Regions from separate parts of the Sus scrofa genome. Here regions 2 and 3 are each linked to region 1. Evidence: chromatin contacts called from public Hi-C and promoter capture Hi-C data. All regions are on one chromosome and are shown on one strand. The core of a region is the stretch at or near the end of the contact, and the rest is flanking DNA. Distances in the headings are between cores, read along the strand shown.

Region 1 (2,872 bases), core at 246-2,745:
CATGTGTTGCAGTTAAGTCTGCAAAGAGTGCCACTTTTAGACAATACATTTCAGTTTCACTTCACAGAAGAGAGGGAGAAGAGAGGTGGTTTGGCTGGGGGGGAAAAACACCACCAAGAGCCTTGGCACCCCCCACTGCCTGCAGTTTTTTGTTTGTTTGTTTGTTTTTTCTTAAGAGCCTCACCCAAAGCATATGGAAGTTCGCAGGCTAGGGGTTGAATCAGAGCTGCAGCTGCTATCCCACACCACAGCCACAGCAATGCAGGATCCCAGCTGCGTGTTCGACCTACACCACAGCTCACGGCAATGATGGATCCTTAACCCACTAAGCAAGGCCAGAGATCGAACCTGCATCCTCATGGATACTAGTCGGATTCGTTTCCTCTGAGCCACGACTGGAACTCCCAGCCTGCGTTTTTTAAGTTCAGCAACAAGAAACCAACATGGACACTAACCACTACAATGACAGAATCAGAGCAGAGTATTAAAATGGAAATAACCTAGAGAAGACAAAAATTAGGTAGAATATTTCCTAGGTGAGAGACTGAGTCAGAAGAAATGGATAAGGAAAGAACTGTTGAGAAAGTTTCCCTGTACAATGTAAAGGTACAGGATAGAGCCACAGCATTAAATAATAATCTAAGATGACACCGATGTTCTGGCTTGGGTGAACAAGTATGTAGCAGTTGCCATATGGAAGTAAAGAGATATACTTGGGAGCAGACGTTGAGGTGAACGGAGAGACAAGAATTGTGTATTAGACAAGTCGTGTTAGTTTGAGTCTGTACAGGATTTCCAAACACTAATGTTGAGTGTAAAGCTCAGGTCTAGAGACAGGAGATTAATGACATCAGTTTTCTTAATGTTGCTTCCGGCCTCACCCCAGTTTAACTTTCTTATTTCAAAAGTGATGCTCAAAACTGAACATTGGGAAGAAAATGTCTCCCTCTCGAGACACAAAACACCAAAAGTCTTTTAACTATCGCTACGGCCGCACCACCTGCATCCTTTCGCCCCTGTGAACCGTAACATCAGAAGTCTCCTTGTCAGAACCAGAGAATTCCTGGGCCGGATCCCTCCGAGCCCACCTAGAGAAGATCGCAGGGGTCCTTACCTCTGCCGGACCGTGGATCCTGCCGCCCGGGCGGCCACTGCTTTGCTGGGAGAGCGTCCTGAGGAGCCCACGTTGGTGCCACTGGGCGTCGGACCGGGCTGTGGAGGGAGACAAGGTGAGAAACGGGTTAGCGCCGCCGGCCGGCCCCCAGACCCCGGGCCCTGACGGCGAAGACCTGCACCGGGGCCTGGGGGAAGCAAAGGAGCCGCGGAAGAAGGACAAAGCATACGGCAAAAATCAGGGCGCATGGGAGAAGCCGGGACAAGAAGGCAAGGCTGGGGCCACATACCATGCTGGAAACTGGAGAGAAGCAGGCAACTGAAGTTGATGGCGGGGAAACGGTAGAGCCCTCAACAGACCAGCGGCCGGAGAGACTGATTCTGGTCCCGCCCCCGGACCTGCTGGCAGGGTCCTCGCTGACTCCAGGGACGCCTGGGCTGTCCGACTATGTGCCTGGAGGAATTTTAGTACAGGCGACTTAGTGCTGTATAGGAATTACAGACTTCCTATCTTTTCACTTGGATCACAGAGTCCTTCCTAGAGTCCAGTCTCTGCCAGTGGGAGATCCCAGCCATGGTCAGACGAGAAATTTCCTCCGGCAGTTACTAGTTGCCCACAGATTCGCGCTGATGTGGCCTAACCAACGCGCACACCGCGGGGCGTGGTCGATCCCCAGAAGGGCCCGCTGGGAGGACGGGGAAAAGAGCATGCGCGGAAGCCCTTAAGCGTCCGCGCCGAGGCGGCTTCTGGACGATGGAGGAGAATCAGGGCCAAGATGAGGACCCGGGTCCTAAGCCGTCGGTGTTGTTCCTACACCCGGACCTTGGCGTGGGCGGCGCCGAGCGGCTGGTGCTAGACGCGGCGCTGGCGCTGCAGGCCCGCGGATGCAGCGTGAAGATCTGGACCGCGCACTACGACCCGGGCCACTGCTTCGCCGAAAGCCGCGAGCTGCCGGTGCGCTGCGCCGGGGACTGGCTGCCGCGCAGCTTGGGCTGGGGCGGCCGCGGCGGCGCGGTGTGCGCCTACCTGCGCATGATTTACCTGGCGCTCTACGTGCTTTTCCTCAGCGACGAGGAGTTCGACGTGGTCGTATGCGACCAGGTGAGGTGGCCACACCAAGCCATCGCCGAGCCTCTTTTAACTCTGTATGGAGGGCGCGCTGCATGACCTCTGAATTTCTCTGTGTTGTTCGGAAACATCGAAACTGATGTGGAGCGATCAGAGTTGGGAGTGACGCTGGTGCTCGAACTTTAGTGTGAACACGTTAAAGTTGCGGATTACTTGGCCCCACCCTCGGGTGTTTTCATCCTAGACCCCTGAGGTGGTGCCCGAAATCTGCATTTTCACTAGATCGTCGATGAATCTGAAACGACGGGCCTTGGTGCTCGCTCTAAGAAAACAGGAGTATTAGAAGTCAGCCTTCAGTCACCTTTTACTTCTGAGTAACTCGTATTTCTTCCTTCTTTGCATTATTCCTGTTGACACTACTTCCAGGCCACATATGGCCCACTATAGCACGTGCAGCCGGACCACCCCACTCCTTAGCAGTGTCATGTGTTAAAAACCCCAAGCTAAACAGGTGCTGTCCCTTTCAAAACTTTAACATGGTTTCCCACTAGTCTTTGGAGAAAAGTCTGGGTTCTTTACCTTGGTAAATAATGTCCACCTGGATCTGGGCTCTAGCTATTCTAGACTCTTTTTATGTATTTTTTTTTTCCAAAAAAAAATTTTCATCTTAAAAAGTCACATTTACTGATG
Region 2 (2,872 bases), core at 127-2,626, 1.2 Mb before region 1:
CAATTTACAGTAGCTACATCCACAGCGCTAGTGCGATGATTTAATTAGGTAACTCATGCCAACTGTTTGGTACTTAAGGCCTGGTACATAGAAAGTACTCAAAATTTAGCTATGATCATTTATGTACATTAAATGATCATAGATAGGTACGCCTCTCACAATAGCGCCTGGGAGTGCAGGCATTACCTCGAGCACTCCACCGCCACCGGCCCCCAATCTCACCCCCATTTACAGAAGCAGCACCCAGGGCTGGAAGTAAAGGCGCTTTCCCAAGGTCAGGCAGTCACCGATGGGATGCTCGGCTTTCGGCCTCCGAGTAAGGGATCCCTCCCCATTACACCCCTGAAAGGGGCACAAGAGGTCTTAAAGGAGACAAGTATGGAAAAGCGCCGAGCACAGTGCCCAGCATACAGTGGGGACCCCGGGATGGATAGACCTGGGGACTGTGGGTCATCTGGATTCCTCCCAAACGGCTCCTCAGTCCCGGGAGGTCTAGAGTCCTCCGACCCCAGTGCGCCGCCTCATCTCCCGGAGATCTGCGCCCTGGGGCTTTGTACGCTGCAGGCCGGCTCCACTCACCGAGTCCCATCAGGACGCGCGGAGTCTGCCGCCCGGCCTGCGGGGCAGGGGTCGCGGCGCCTGGGCCGGAAGCCCGCCCAGGCTGCCCCGCGGCCCCGGCACGCCTGGCCCGCGCCTCCGCCGACCCCAGGCCCGCGCCCCCGCCCCGAGGCAGCCAGCCCGGCCGGGGAGCCTCCTACCTGCAGCGGCGGCGCGGCGGCCGCGGCGATCGGGGGAGGGGCCGGCGAGATGCAAGCGCGGGCGGCCTCGGCTCCTCTGGCAGGCTGGGCCGCCGGGAGGGCCGCGGGCTCCGGAGCGCCGGGCAGCGGCGGCGCGCCCCCGGCCGGCCAGGCCCCGCCACGCGCGCAGCAGCCACAAAGCCCGGGAGCCGCCGCCCCCTTGCGGGCTGCCGGCCGCCTGCGGGTCCGCCGGCGCCGAGGAGGGCGGGAGCGCGGCCCCGCGCAGTCCCCACCTCCCCAAGCCTGGGCCGCCGGCTCCCCTGAGGCTCTGGGCGGGGCGCAAAAGGGACCCCAGCCTACTCACCACTATCCCTCTAGGCTGACATTCTTGTGCTAATTGAATTCCCTCTTCCCACCTTGGCGGACGAGCTCCTGAAGGGCCTTAAAAACTGTTTCATTTCCACGAAGAACAACAAAAGAATGCATTTGTCGCAAGGGATTTGGCGGCCATGGGCACAAATTAGCTCAATCCAAGCTCTCCGTCGGATAAAGGCTCCTTTTCTTTCTGGGTACCTGACTACTTGAGTAGCCAACACTCTGCTGGGTTCATCTCAGAGTTTTGTTTTGTTTTGTTTTTTTAATTTGCGAGATGTGTCTCCCCCTAGGCTTTGCGCTCAAAGGGTAGAGACTATAACTCCTGCAGCCCAGGACCTGGTTCAGTCACTGTATGCTGAGTAAATTGGAATTTATGTGCTGACGAATGAATTTACAACATATCCAACTGTAGGACAAACCACCTTTCACCGTACCCTGACAAGGATAGGGGCTAGGTGTTTCTTTTCCCAGAATCCTTGGTAAGATTCCAAGCTCAGAAGGGCCGAGAGGGCTGTTGAGCTTTCCCTTGTTCTAATTAACATGACATTCATCTGACATAAAAATAACCTTTTTAAAATCAACAATCCAGTGGTATTCATTACATTCACAATGTTGAACAACCTCATCTTCTCTGTCTAGTTCTGAAATATTATTACCCCAAAAGGAAACTCCACACATAGCACTCACTTCCTATTCCCTCTTCTCCTCAACCCTAAGTAAACCACTAATTATTTTCTGTCTCTCCAGATTTGCCTCTTCTAGACATTTCACATCAATGGACTGGTATGTAGTCTTTTTTGTCTGGTCTCTTTCATTGCACATATGTTTCAGGGTTCCTCCAGATTGTAGCATGTATCAGTACTTCATTCCTTTTTATGGCTAAATAATATTCCATTGTTTGTATACCACAATGTGTTTATACGTGTATCCATTAATGGATATTTGTGTCATTTCTACCCTTTGACTATTGTGGATGGTGCTGCTCTGAACATGCCTGTAAATGTATTTGTCTGTATATATGTTTTCAATTATTTGGGGTATACACCTAGGATTAGGCTTGCTGGATAGGGTAATTCTACGTTTAGTTTTTTGAGGAACGGCCAAAAAGTTTTTCCATACTGGCTAAATGAATGATTTTACCTTCCAGTCAGCAATACATGAGGATTCCAAATTCTCCACAACCTCACCAACACTGGCTATTTTTCTTTTCTTTTCCTTTCTTTTCTTTTCTCTTCTCTTTCTTTCTTTCTTATTCCTTGAATATACATGAGGCTATTGCCACCCTCCCAGCTCCCACAACCTAGCTGCACATGACCCAGAGGCTAAGAGGCTGAGCCAGGTCTTTTGACTGCAAAGAAACACCTAAACACTTCTAGGGAGAGAAGCACCAATTAAAAATAAGGACCCTTTCTCTAACTTAGAGTTATACTGCTCCTTTTTTTTAACAACAGTTTGTCTGGTGTCCAAGTAGCTTGAAACTGTCCAGAGAACTTGGAAACCAAGACCATCTGGAGGGAGCTGCTATTGGCAAATAAATTCCGTGACACTCACTTCACTGGAACCCAAGGCAGTACACCATTTCCACTTAGAATTTTCCACTGTAGAGCCATGTTAGACATCCATGACAATTTCCTTTTTAATGGGGATACAGTCAAAAGAAAACTATTGAGGTGTGAAAATAGAAAGTTGATTTAGATTGGAAATTTGATTGACAGGTGTTACCATGGGGGGAAAGTACTAAGAGACAGAAAGTAATGTGA
Region 3 (2,872 bases), core at 266-2,765, 1.1 Mb before region 1:
GCCACACCTGTGACCAATGCTGCAGCTTATGGTGGTGCCAGATCCCTGAGCCCTCAAGACCAGGAATCAAACCTGCATCTTCACAGAGACAATGTCAGGTTCTTAACCTGCTGAGCCACAACGGGAACTCCCTACACAGTATTTTATAGTAGGAAAAAGATGTACTTGCCTACCAATATTTAAAGATCAGATTTCTTTTTATTTTAAAAAAGTGGAAGCAGGCAGACATATTTAGAGGCTTTTTAGTGATCATGAGTTGGCTTGGACCATGATGGTACCAAGAGAGTTGTATTAAGTGGTGGAAGTCAGGATATATTTGAAGGTACATCAAATCTCCTGATGGCTTAGATGTGAGGTAGGAAAGAAGGAAAGAAGCCAGGCCAAAACTCCAAAGGTTTTGGCTTCAGTAACTGGAAGGGATGGAGTTGGAATTTGAGGTGAAGAAGCTGTAGGAAGAGTAGTTTTCAGGGGAAAATCAGGAGTTTCATTTTGGACATGTTGACCTTGAGATGTAGAGCAGATGTGTGTCCAAAGAAAATATTGAGTGTCAGACCTGAGTCTGCACTTCAGGGGTATCTGAACTCCTCTTCTGACTCATAACTTTCAATGCCATGTAACACTGATAATTCCCAAATGTTTATGCTGGATTCAAGGCCAATTATGGTTGTATAGCTGAACTGCCAGGGAAGGGAGAGGTGGTTATTTGGGTCTGACTTTTTGTCTCTGATCATAGACTAGGAATAAGAGTGGTCTTAGTCCCAGTGCTTGGGTCTCCCCCCACCTCAGAAATCATTACTCTGAATCTCTACCCGGCAAACTGAGGCTCATTTCCTGTCAACTTTACTAAGTTTTATACTTTGGTAAACTGTAGAGAAAAATTTAAATCAAATTCTAAAATCTACACCAGGGGCTTCTTCCTCCATGCCACCAGACAGTCTTTGGCAGGGCTGTCTTTCAAAAGCCTATTCCCTTTGCTTTCTCATCCCCTTCCCAGGCATTTAAATTTCTCCCTTAACTTCCCTGGGTCCACTTAATTTCAGTATCAGGAATCTTAGTGCTGAGAAACTGAAATATTAGGTAAAATCTTCAACTAAGACTTTCAGGCTCCAGCTACTAGGTGTATTTTCCTCTCAGTCAACTAATTCTTAATTGCTCCATCCAGGTTAAAGTTCCCAGGAATTCCATGGTCCTTTCAACCTTAAACTTTTCACTTTCTCGATTCAGTTCAACTTAGACTCTTTGAATGTGGCTCCAGGTCTGAAGGACAGTGGTCTAGCATGGGGAGAAAGGCATGCTCCCTACTAGCTGTAGCTGGGGCAACGCCCCCCGAAAGGCAGGCCCAGGAAGTTCAGAGCTAGACTTAGAACCAAGCTTTGTCCTTGGATCCTGAGCCCTCCTCCCTCGGCTTCCCGGAGAGTGGGGGGCTTCCGGCGCTTTCCCCCTCCTCCCGGGGGCGGGGCCTGCCGCTCCCGCGCCCGCCTCTCCGGCTGCGCGCGGCTGCGGGCCGCGATCACGTGAGCGCGGCGCGGCGGGGGAGGGGCCCTGATTTCCGGGCGGCGGAAGGAGACGCGGCCGCGTGAGGACGAGGCGATTTGAAAACACGCTCCGGGAGCAAGAGGCTGTGGCCGGTGGCGCACGCTGTCGCCCCGTCGGCTTCTCCTCGAACGTTCTTTCCCTCTGCCTCCGCGCCCCGGTCCCGGCCGGGCTCTCAGGTGAGCCGCCGCCAGCCGTCGGGCCGGGCCCTCCTGGGGAGCCGGACGGCGCGCGGGGCTGTCGCCCCCCCGGTCTGCGGCCCAGGCGGGCAGGGCTGGCTGGGGCTAATCTGCGCCCCAAGGGGCCGGGCCGGGGCACCCCTGCAGAGCCGGGCCTGGGTGCGGAGCGGGGCTTTGCGGGGGCGGGGCGCCCCGCGGGCTTTTGGAGCGCCTCAAGTGACTGGGCGGGTTCGCGCGGTTTCGGGTCTCCGAGACTTTTAGGCCGGTGTACGTTGATTGGGCCCCACTTCCCCAACTGTGGTTATGACTGCCGTTCACGGGGGAAGGAACGGTAGTTCCCTAAAATCTCAGGGTCTTCACTTCTGGGATGCGGGACCAAAGTCTTGGGGTGGGGATGAGCAGTCGTCTCCTAATCGGTCCTCTTCTAACGTGTGGACAGGGTTAAGCGCTCTGTACGGAGCAGATTCGGACCGTGGGCCTTCTCGAGTCGCTCCACTCATGGGTATTTGTTTTTTGGGGAAGTATGGTGCCTCCAATTGGCCCCCTAGGTAGAGAATTTGGAGGAACTCAGCGTAAAGTGCTGGAGAGGAAATTACCAAAGGCCAAGTACAGTGTCCTTTCTTTTTTAGAGGGGGGAAAGAAGTTGGATATTAGGGGAGGGTAATGAGGTGGCAGATAGGCTAGCTGGAATTCGGTTCGGTTGAAATCCTCATACACTAGAATCTCCCTTTTGTTGAAATTAGAAGATCTGCAGTTGGAGTATATGAAATTCAGTTTTAAAACTTTTGAGGCTCACCTGGTCCAGTGATGTGAGAGTTCAGCCCCTGAGTCTGGAGTTCTTGTCTTCTGTTCAGTGCAGGCTACTGTAAAAGTGGCTTAGTCGGACCATTTGGTTTGCTATACTAAGAAAATCTTTATTTTATTTATTTATTTATTTATTTTTAGAAAATCTTTATTTTAGATGAAAATAACAGAAGTTGCTGGTAGAACTTTAAGAGTTTCTGGTATAAAAATGTCCTGTGTGTACCATAAAAATAATCTCACCAACTTTAAAGTAAAGGAAGGGCGATCAGCCCTCTAATTTTCCTGACAGAGTGAGAACAGAAGAGTGATTAATACAAAGTAATGGATAATATGGCATAAACTGACAGTAAACTTTG

The links. Promoter capture Hi-C pulls out the DNA fragments that hold promoters and counts their contacts. Hi-C and Micro-C count contacts between places; a contact is called where the count stands out from the background.
Region 2: a Hi-C map of heart right ventricle shows a contact between it and region 1, with 2.6 times the contacts expected there. The contact joins the promoter of MSANTD3 here to the promoter of SEC61B in region 1. A contact is called at or near these places in 1 of 5 promoter capture datasets (liver) and 1 of 47 Hi-C or Micro-C datasets (heart right ventricle).
Region 3: a promoter capture Hi-C map of liver shows a contact between it and region 1, with 6 times the contacts expected there. The contact joins the promoter of TEX10 here to the promoter of SEC61B in region 1. A contact is called at or near these places in 2 of 5 promoter capture datasets (fetal skeletal muscle and liver) and 1 of 47 Hi-C or Micro-C datasets (heart right ventricle).

The regions. Positions count from the first base shown.
Region 1 is chr1:240,983,796-240,986,667 of Sscrofa11.1, reverse strand. It overlaps SEC61B (Sec61 translocon beta subunit), which reads right to left and starts at 1,495. Exons shown (of 4, transcript NM_001243825.1): 1 at 1,404-1,495; 2 at 1,115-1,212. The coding sequence starts at 1,406. ALG2 (ALG2, alpha-1,3/1,6-mannosyltransferase) reads left to right here and starts at 1,852. Exons shown (of 2, transcript NM_001101029.1): 1 at 1,852-2,215. The coding sequence starts at 1,868.
Region 2 is chr1:242,167,426-242,170,297 of Sscrofa11.1, reverse strand. MSANTD3 (myb/SANT-like DNA-binding domain-containing protein 3) reads right to left here and starts at 1,376. Exons shown (of 3, transcript XM_005660297.3): 1 at 1,102-1,376.
Region 3 is chr1:242,119,190-242,122,061 of Sscrofa11.1, reverse strand. TEX10 (testis-expressed protein 10) reads left to right here and starts at 1,515. Exons shown (of 15, transcript XM_001925941.6): 1 at 1,515-1,712.